Linked DNA regions of Zea mays: region 1 is linked to region 2. The links are chromatin contacts, called in public Hi-C maps. All regions are on one chromosome and are shown on one strand. Each heading gives the region's core, a stretch centred on a gene start, on an enhancer-like site or on the middle of the called end of the contact. The rest is flanking DNA. Distances are from core to core; before and after follow the strand shown.

The links. Hi-C and Micro-C count contacts between places; a contact is called where the count stands out from the background.
Region 1: a Hi-C map of leaf shows a contact between it and region 2, with 4 times the contacts expected there. The contact joins the promoter of LOC100285174 here to the promoter of LOC100191432 in region 2. A contact is called at or near these places in 4 of 25 Hi-C or Micro-C datasets (bundle sheath, leaf and tassel).

The regions. Positions count from the first base shown.
Region 1 is chr8:145,104,533-145,110,022 of Zm-B73-REFERENCE-NAM-5.0, forward strand. LOC100285174 (hydrogen-transporting ATP synthase, rotational mechanism) reads right to left here and starts at 3,530. Exons shown (of 3, transcript NM_001291793.1): 1 at 3,382-3,530; 2 at 3,052-3,251; 3 at 825-1,301. The coding sequence starts at 3,233. The coding sequence ends at 1,115. LOC100280680 (membrane protein-like) reads left to right here. Exons shown (of 4, transcript NM_001153599.1): 4 at 1-50.
Region 2 is chr8:144,919,596-144,924,921 of Zm-B73-REFERENCE-NAM-5.0, forward strand. LOC100191432 reads left to right here and starts at 1,401. Exons shown (of 12, transcript NM_001367165.1): 1 at 1,401-2,147; 2 at 5,257-5,326. The coding sequence starts at 1,546.

The DNA.
Region 1 (5,490 bases), core at 2,280-4,779, 190 kb after region 2:
ACTATTTCAGAATAAAGATGAACACAGGTTCCTTGTTCATTGTAAAACAACCTGGAATAATCCAATATACTTGTTCAAAACTAATACTCTGAAGGCTGCCTAAGACTTTGTTAGTTATTCTTATATCATATGAATTAGATGAGATTAGAAAAAAAATAAGTAAAGATTTTGACTTGATATGGATTGAAACTCATCCAATTCCCTCTAATCCATATGGATCGGAGAGAAAACGAACGGACTCTAAAGACAGAATTATTTCAACGATATCTTACTGCACCGCCAGTAATCGATAAAGGATAAAATTACAAAGACAAGTTGCCTAATTCGACAGAATCGATTAATCTAATTTCAACGATATCTTACTGCACCGCCAGTAATCGATAAAGGATAAAATTACAAAGACAAGTTGCCTAATTTGACAGAATCGATTAATCTAATAGACCGTTTGGATGTCGATATTAAAGCAAAGAATTGATAATTAGAATTAGGTTTCCTAAATTCTGTTGTTTAGTTATAGATAGAATTAAGATTTAGAATCAAAGACTCAATTTATTGAATTTAAATTATAACTAGAAACTCCCTCTTCCAATACCGAGAGGTGAGCTGTATTGCATAGAATTAAACCGCAAATTTCAAACTCTAATTCAGCGATATCGAAACAATAGAATTAAAATTATTTCATTTTAATACCATGACTGATTTGGTATTGAACCCAATTCAATTTCATGCCCCCTCCAATATCGACATCAAAATGGAGCATAATGTTTCATCCGTTCACACACTCAGCAATTGGTTGTTCAGTTCATCCAAAACGATCATATGTAACGCAGAAAGAATTTATTTTGTGGGCAGAACGAAAGACACGAAATGAGTCTGCACGCAGGGACTGCAGCACATGCAACTGACAAAGAATTACATGCATCAAAATCAAGAATTGCGCGGGCAAATTATTGAGGCAATGTTGCAACCATGTGCCCGTCTTTGCTGGCATTCAGCACTAGGTAGACTCTTACAAGAAACAAAATTGTGAAGGAAGGCAGGTATCATCGTCGTTTCGACAAGCATCAGCTAAAGTGTCGATTTATAAAGCAGGTCTTAAATCACTGGAAATCAACTAGACCTTATAGCCGGTTAAGGTGAAACCTCTGCCAACAATCTCGCCTACGCAGAACCATGCATAAAGCTCAACTCCAAATAAAGTCGCAATCCCAAGGTCCTCAACCTTGAGGTCCTTCCTGTTCTTCCATACCTGCTTGACACCATCAAGCTCCTTCCAGAATGACTCATACCGACCTGGTAGGCTGAACAAACACAGCAATGGTTAAAACCATGAAAAGTAACTCCCTAATTGCACAAGTTACATATTGCGTCTACCAAGAGCAGGGGCAAATAATGACGGACTAATTGTTGTTCCTAATGCCATTATCAAGTTTCAACAAGTCATTTGTATTTAGACAAATGATGTTCAAATTGCAGCTCCTTGAGATTTCAAATTTTGTTGACATTTCTATTTATTATCATCAACTTCAATATACATCCAAGCTACTCCCCTCCGTTCCAAGTCATTTTGTCTTTTCTTTAGGTCCATAGTTTTTGCTGTGCTTCTAGATATACACAATGACTAGATACATAGTAAAAACTATGAACCTAGAAAAGCCAAAATGACTTACAATTTGGAAACATAGGGAGTATTAGTTAGCACCAGGGCCCTGAGAGGAAATATTTTCGCCTTATGTTAATAAACATTTCCATCATTGTGCTACTTCGAAGTACCACATTGACTTGAAACATTTGAAGACAAACTACAGGCCCTCAAACACTGTGCTTGACACTGTACTAAAATGTTTTTTAGCATTGTTAAATTCCAAGCGCAGCTAACTAGCAAATACAAAGGAAATACAAGATCAATACCGGGTCAAGTGCATTCAGTCATCCTATCACATATGCAAATTACTTAGATATAAGGGAGTAAAGAGGAAGACAAAATCCAGATACGGATACACCTGCATGCTGCACCCAGCAAATCTTACACACTCTGATCAAAGAAAAAATTGACAACACTTGATGCTAAAGATGTTATGCATAAACTTTTATAAACCAGATATATACATGTGCACAGCATTTTCCGCTGTCAATCAACTGACATCCAAAATAAACAAGAAGCAATCACATTTCCCAATAACCAATGCAGTTATCAGTGTTTATATGCAAAGCTAAACCTACTCTTCCATGCATGCATAGTTTTTGGCCACGGTGATATTACAAAGATTCATTTCTAGAACCATACAGCAAATTCTTCTTGCAGTAGTGTCATGACACATCAACACCGCAAGGGACTCTACACCAGGGTGCTAATTGATCAAACCTTCATGGTTTTCCCTAACAGCCATGCATTGTGTTCTATGCACCTATCTGTCTCCACATAAGATGGATCTCAGTGCAAGCATTGAAGTATAAGTTTATTTCGCTATGAAACTTCAAAATTGTGTTTAATCCACCAAACCAAACTTAAATTCAGGAACTGGCAAGTATAACATTGAAAGAGGAGATAGAACATTCCATTGCATAAAGGTATAGCATCATGATATAATGAACAAAAACATTAAAAATAGATGGGAGATTTGTCACATTTGCTATCACAACAAACCACATGATAAACACACATATTAAGTCATAAACAGTAAAGCCACGAAGACTGCCCTCAAAAGTGAAAAGCGTAGATATGCTGTGCTACCTACAAATGCTCAGTTACACCACGGGAAAATAACCACATTATCTTCCTAACAATCTTAATCCGCTCACAGAATCAGGCAGTCAGCTTGGCTATCCTCATCGCTGATACTGGCCATAACCAAGTCATATCATACATACATACAGTTAATTAGGAAAAAAAACTGCACAACACTATACCCGTCTAACAAGCGACCTGAACAAGCCCGAAAAAAGCCCCGTTAAACGCACGAACGAACAGATCGTGCAGCACTTCAGGCAAGAGAACCCAATTGACTAATCGCAACGAGACACAACAACAAAAGCCACAGTTGGTTTCACCTTGCGAGGCGGGTGTAGAAGAGCTGCTTGGAGAGCTCCTGGCATTTCTCGATGGTGGGGGGCTGCACGACGTACTGCTTGTTCTTCTCCATGAGCTCCTTGTAGTAGGAGCCGCCGTGCTTCGAGGCGAACTCCGCCGCCTGCACCGCCTGAGCGCGCAGCTGTGCCAGCCTCGCCGCCATCGCCGCCGATCCTAAACCCTACGGCACCCCGAACAGGAAGGGAAAACCGAGTCAAATCGAAAGGAACCAGATCTGGACGCACGGGGTGGGGAGACTACGGATCTGGCGGGAAGAGGTCAGAGTTTATGGTGGAGAATCGGAAGCTCACCTTGGTGGATCGAAGGGGAGAGGTGCCGCCACGAGGTGCGAGGAGATCGATAAGGACGAAAACGGCGGGCGAGATGGGGAGAGAAAAACGGCGGCGGAGGGTGGGTGCGTATGGGTTGGTCAAGACTCGAGACCTCGAGGGTCGAGGGTAATATCGTCAATTCATTTTGTAGTTTTGGTTCAGAACTCACAAGAGATGGATTTGGAGATGGATTTGTATGTCATCGTGTTTAAGAAGGTGTTTGGTTACTTTAGTCATACTACTAAATTTTAGTCAATAAACTTTAGTCACTAGAATTTATATATGAGAAATCTCCATTAGTTACCATGTTTGGTAATTTAGAGATTAAAATTGATTAAACTTTAGTCACAATAAGATAGTTATTTAAACATGTTTTAAACTATAAATTATTTATAAAGCTTTCTAATTGTGGGAAAGTCCATTAAGACGTCATGTTTGTTTCGTTGGAATTAAAATACATTCTAATAATTATAATTTAGACAAAAATAATTAAGTTAATATATTTGTCTATGTATTATATTTGTATATTATCCTAAATCATATGAGAGAGAGATAGTTATACACTACATTTGTGTTATAAAGAAGCAAGTAGAAGAGTACATTATAAATTGTATATTAGAAAAGTAGCATGTAAATATATAGAATCAATTTCTATCTCTTACTCCATAAATTTGAGATAGTCTTATATATACACTTTGGAAAGTTATGTAATGTCACATTCTAAATAAATAACCTACTACATTAGTTAGATTCTAATTCCTCAAAATGAAGGAAAACAAACGGGCCCTATGTTATTGTTTATTAGATTTGCATCCTAAGATTTGTAAGCCAATGTAGTTCAATTAACATCTAGTTCAAGTATGAACATCCTAAGATTTGTAAGCCACTGTAGTTCGACGAACATCCAGTTCAAGTATGAAATTTCATATTAAGAACATTGTAGTGTACATATATCAATAATAAATAAATAATACAAAATATTAGGAACCCCCTCCATAAGTCCATAACTACTGTAAATTCAAAACGCACCAATCTGATTGTACTAAGATCACGTTTCTAATAAGTACCAAAAATCACAAGATACAAAGCAAAAAACGTAAAATAGATAGTACTCCTGTAGTATCATCTATCATGGTAACTGTTGCACAATTGACACATTTCATACGATCCGGATAAAATGTGCATGTGTTACAACGGCACATAAATTATTCGAAAAAATGTTAGTGCACAATACAACACACTTCTTGAATGCAAGTAATTCAGTGGATTCCAAAATTTTAACATACTTTTCACACTAATGAAATGATGAATGTTAAGAGCATCATGTTCAAGAATGACAAGGTTTCGGCATTCCTAACTTCCTTGCTTTGGTTAGTGTGTATGTGTCGTGCAACTCCATAAGGACGTGGTCGCGATGAGGGGAGGGCCTCCGACTCTTTCAACCTCTGATCTTTCTGTGGTGGATGGAGCGTCCACCAATGAGTTAACCGGGTTGCCCGTTCCAACCTCCCTGCCCGTCCAAGGGATGCTGGCGACGCCGTCCCCTAGTGTCTGCCTTATTATGATGACTTCCTGCGCAGTCTCTTTGAGGGGGGTTTCGACCGCCGGTGTGTTTCCCCTCATCGGAGCTTCACCAGAGGGGAGGGGTGTTTTGGTCCTGCTTCCATCGCTGCCGTCCCTGGGTGCCACGGTGGTGATCACTCAACCTGAGGCGGCGACGTCGTTGGTTGTGGCCTCTTTTTCTTCAACAAGGGTCGTGGTCCCTCCACCACCGGAGGGACACCCTTCTCCTCCCCCTAGATGTCGGGGCGGACGTGGAGGATGGAAGTGAGGCAAGTCAACATCGTACCAGGGCGACCTCAGCCTTGGCACTATGAGGAGAGGCTCGATAGCTTTCGGGACATGGTCTCGATTGCTCGGGCGTCGATGACACAGAATTTCATCCCCTTTGGGCAGGTAATTGTCGCTTATCGGTTACTCCTTGTTTCTTGCCATTTTATCGTCACCTAAGATGATCACCGGGTTACCATTTCGTAATGTCTCTTTGCGCGATCAAGGGCCAGGGCGGAGGAGTTTCTATCCGTTCAG
Region 2 (5,326 bases), core at 151-2,650:
CTTGTACCTTTCTTAGCCTTTTGGCTAAGATAAAGTGCAATATCTAGTTTAATATATGGTATATGGGTCATATGTTCACTTTAATTTATTCTTTTATGGGGTCTACTTTAAATTTTTTACAGGGAGGGTCTATCAAACTGTTTTACCCTATATAATCAAATATAATTGGTGTACCGCCGCAACGCACGGACGATAAAGATAGTTTTCTTGCCCACCAACCGAACCTGTACTTGTACTCCATCGACGACAACTTTCATATCCGTTTCGTGCCCTAAAAAGTACCCGATCCATGACCCTGTCCGCCTCAACTCTGCCCCATGCCTCGTTATCCACTCCCCAAGGTTCACCAAACCGGATGTCTAGGAAAAAACCGATCGAGGCCGATATCCGATTCATCGTAATAAATTAGTAGAAACTACTAGAAACCGACCGAATTCAAAATGAAACAGTTTTTGAATTCAAATGACTCAAGACCGATTAATAGACCGATAAGACAAATTAATCGGCTTCTAACCTGATAAACTGTCAGCTTATTTACAGAAACCGAACCACTTGCTTTTTGACAAATAAAGCATATTGAGGTCCCAAAATTTGAACAAAAGATGGTCCAATTGTTATCATAACTCCAATAACAAAATTTAACAGTTTAAATACATGCAGCAGTTGTGGAAGATATAGTTAGTAGTGATTCATGACACGAACATTGAAAACCGTACTAAGTGTTCCCTTCCTTTCTTGGTCAGTGTAACGAATAACTCAAATAATGGCTCTATTGCATCAACCAAATAATAACTATAGTTGTAATGCTATAGAATATATGTGTATATACAGTATACAATAGTCATTAGCCATAACAATTAAATCATATATGCACTAAGTACATAATAAATTTTAGTTTATTATAAACTAACTCCTTTTCAGCCATAGATATACAACTATAAGCTTTTTCTTTTTGTTATGGGGCCGCGGTCCCTGCTAGCCCCCTTGTCTACGCCAATAAACCTATATTGCATGTAGCATTGGTAATCTGAAAACTTTCATGATTTTTAGTTTGAAATCCGTTGTGTATTTTGAAATTTGATTTCAGAAGAAAGTCTTCGAATAATTCATAGTATTTATACGAAAATTGGCATCAAAAGTTTTTAAATTTACATTTTTTCCAAATTCAAAATCCAAAACCGGTGTACTGTCGTTACCGGCTAACACCGATTACCTGTTATACCGTGTCCAGCAATCTATCCATATGGTTAATTAAAACCCTATTTTATATTGTATTGTTTAGAGAGTTAAGTTTGAATATAAATATGAGAATGAATAAGCTCGTGTAGATAGCCTTAAACGGCCGGCTAAGCGGATTAGCCAATCGGTTTGGTGACCTTTCCATCCCGTTCCGTTCCACTGGTCCCTCGCTGTCCCCAGCTTCCCCGCCCCTCCTCTAGCCGTCGATTCGAACTCTCTCAAAACCAAAACAGCAGTGCATGAGAAAAAAGGGGAAAAATCTCGACACATCGCAACGCGCCGCTCCCAAATCTAGGTTGCTTGGCCATGGCCGACCCGCCGGCCCCCGACACACAGCTGGAACAGGCGTCACCCGCCGCTGCCCCCGCTGACCCTGCCGAGGACGCCCCGGTCGAGAAGAGCCCCGCGGCGCCCCTCACGCTGGAGCCGGACGCCGCTGCGGTGTCGGATGGGGCAGCGGGTGAGGTGGAGGATGAGGAGTACGTGAGCGACCCCGACGATGAGGCGCTTCCTACGATGCGGCGCCGAGAGGCCAGTGACGACGAGGGGTCCGAGGACGGGAGGCCCACGGCGCGGATGGGCCCTGACCAGGACGACGACGGACAAGGGGCCCCCGAGGCGTACGACGACGAGGTGGACGAGGAGGATAAGGAGTACTACGACGAGGAAGACATGGGAGAGGGGTTCGAGGAGGAGTACGAAGGGCGCGTGGCACTTCCCATGGACGACGGCGGCGGCAGCCAGGTCTCGCGCGGAGAGGATGGCGTGGCTATGGAGGAGGGGTTGACGGAGGGGGAGGCCAAGGGCGAGGGGGGAGAGAAGGAGCAGGAGCCGTTTGCGGTGCCCACTTCCGGCGCCTTCTACATGCACGATGACCGGTTTCAGGAGGAGAACCGTGGCAGACGCAGGTGTGTGTGGATGGCTTAAAACTGCACATTCAGTTCTAGCTGTAGAATCACAGTTATTATTACTTAGTTTTAAGTTGGGCGGGAGGCTTCGGGCCTTTTGCTCTGTGTCCAGCATTGTCAAAACGGCACGACCAAATGCTCTCGTACTTTCAGCTCCTAAAATTGATAATAGCATTGAACTAAATGCTGACTAATTCTAATTTAAGTCTGCAATTTTTTGTCAACAACACTTTGTCTGTCATTAATACTAAATAAAATGATGATAAATTTCAGGTAAAGGGACCAAAGGCTATTGAATGAGGACAGGACTCTAATGTATAATTATGGATAATATTAGGCTGATATTGCCTGGAGTTCCGAACTCGAAAACTTTGCATAAAAGTTATAGCTTTTCTTGACATAGGTGAGTAGGAAAAACAGAATTTGAGAAAGCGAGGGCATTTGATACCGTCTGCTATAATATCAGGTTTGCCTATACAATCTCTGTCTTTTGTTTCAAAAGGCAGAATAGCACCACTTTGCTGATTGCATAAGCATTTTGTCTAGGTTCTTTGCTGCCTAGAATGGTTTAGGCCATTATCTCTATGTGAGAGTGGGAGTGTGGGACAGATGGGAGACAGAGGAAGATGAATTGCGGTTGTGGAACTTGTATACCTGATAATGTCAATTTAATTGTTTTAACTAATAGGCAGATTTGCTGTGGGACACTCGGAAAACATGGAATTGGCTATGGCACACCACCAACTCCAGTATTGGCCAAGTACCATTATGAAACCGGGTTTGTTTGCTGTAAGACACCACCCCCATAAAATATGATTTCCATTGGGTTTTGGAGAGAGAGGCAAGGGAAATAACACTTTTGCTCTCATCCTCTTCCTCTTGCTCATCGGAGGACACCGGTTGTAACACCCCATGCCCCCCCTGGCGGGGCGCCTCAGCCACCTTGGACGCCAGCTTCTGTTGTTGGCATGGCGAGGCGGAGCGCATTGGAGACTACCGCCGAGGTGGAGCGCCTTGGAATTCTGCTTGCTGCTACTGGCCTCAGCAGGGCTTCTTCCCTACGCTGTGGGAGGAGATGGCGTGTGAGCTGTCGCCGGGCCAGGTGGCGGTCGGTGTCCAACACTGGTGTTGGCGGGTGAGTTGGGCCACCTTGGCAGACCCAGCATGGTGGAGGTGCTCGTGCCGCTCATGGAGGGTCCAGATCTGGAGGCAGGCCATGGCTTAGCCTGTGGCGGTGGCACGTGGAGGGAGGTGTGAGGACAGTCGGTGGCTCGGTGCATGGTGGCACTGTTGTCCGACGAGACGGGCTTGAGTTGGCGAGTAGGGAACATGGGTGGCCGACACCAGTAGTCCAAGGCAGGGCGATGTGGAGCTCCTGTCTAGTGTCACCGAGTGGGTGAGGGCCGGGGCGAGGAGGTGAGCCACGAGTCTGCAACGGCGCAAGCACATGCCTGAGATGGGGGCACACTGTGTGATCTGTTTGTCGCGTTCCTGGAGAAACAGTGATTCTAGCTATGAGGGATGCTCGACGGAGAAGAGACCGGATGATCGGTGAACAACCAGAGGTTGAAGAAAAGGGTAGAAAAGACATTCCCCCACCTTGAACTCTAATAATCGGTGCGATGTGTTATGGCAAATATACACTCATTCATAAGGGTACTAGGCATATTTCAACATTGGCGGTGTGGATTGGCCAATTCCATTGAAGTCGGATGTCCTGCAGCAAAATTTGCCTAACAGTATGACATATTTCTAGCTATCATGTCATTACTTGAGCTGTCTGGAGAAAAGTACAATTACCTAGGGCTGTCTGACTAGGTGCTACTGTGGTAGGCATAGCCTGAACACCTCCCTAGCACCAATTGCTTTATGAAACATTTACTTAACTACTGTTTTTCTGAGAATGAGGTCAAAATGGAAAGTACAACTAATAGTTAATAATTTGTAAATGAGTAGTACTGCTATACAGCGGAATCACACCTATGCGGCGCCATGGTTTTTCTCTAGCCTAACTCCTGTTTGAACACTGTTGAGGACATGGGACCAGAAAAAAAATCAGAACAGAACTACAGAAGCACTGGAGCCGGAAGTCATATAGGAGCGATGTTAGGCAGCTCTCCCTTTGTTTGTAAATGTACGATGATACTGTAGAAAGTGTGCAGTGAAGCCTCCTAACTTCGACCACTCATTTCAGGAAATCATTTGAATCGATCACATGAAGACATCACCATTCAATTTATTGTGGAAAAGTATTTTTCATATTGATCTCATATATGAAGTTGTGGTCAAAATTTTCATGTTGAGAATCGTCTCAAAGTAAAAAATGCCATACACTTACCAATAGAGAATAATTGCAATTCGGATCAACATAGCCTTTTATTGCAATTCGGATACTGTATCTATTAGTTTGATGGAATAAAATAAAGTCATTTGCCTTTTATTGTGGTGAGTTGCAACACTCTTCTACTGTTTCTCACTTTCACGCATTTTATGGTTACATGGCATAGCTCTCAGTTTTAGGCTGTAGTTGTTTAAGTTGCTGGGATGGCAGTGGATGCTAGGTAGTGAGCATTGGGATTGCTTACTGGGAAAGGGAAATGTTTGTTGGCACTTAGTTTTGACCTTTTTTTTGGGGACAACAGTTCTACACGTTCGATGTTAAGTACGTTTCATATGAACATTCGATGACTATGTCTGTGTGATAGACTGTGCTGGCAGTTGTGACATCATTTGTGCCTTTTAATTGTTTTCATGGCTGGAAGCCTGGCAATAGGTAGACTTTAGTAATAATTGTCCTTTTAATTCCAGGAAAGTATAATTGGGCCGTTAATCATTATTCCTTATATTGGGTTTACTGATGAAATTGTAGTTGTGAACAGTATCACACATTTCTCAGAGGGATTAAGGAAAAAAATGCCTGCTTATGGCTTATCATGCAATGGGCAACTGAGCATGCCCCAGTGTGTTCTACCACTGCATGCGGTTTTAGTGCTGTAGTTTCTATTCAGTCAGTTTCCTAGTGCAATAGGCTGTCATAATGCCACCTGCCAGTGGATGGTAATATTTAATGCTTCATATTTATCTGCCCGTTCTTGCCTCCTCTAAACAGGCGAATGTTTGGTGTGAGGAAGTTATGGGATGTTAAAGACAATCAAGCTTGGGTGCATGACAGATTTGAG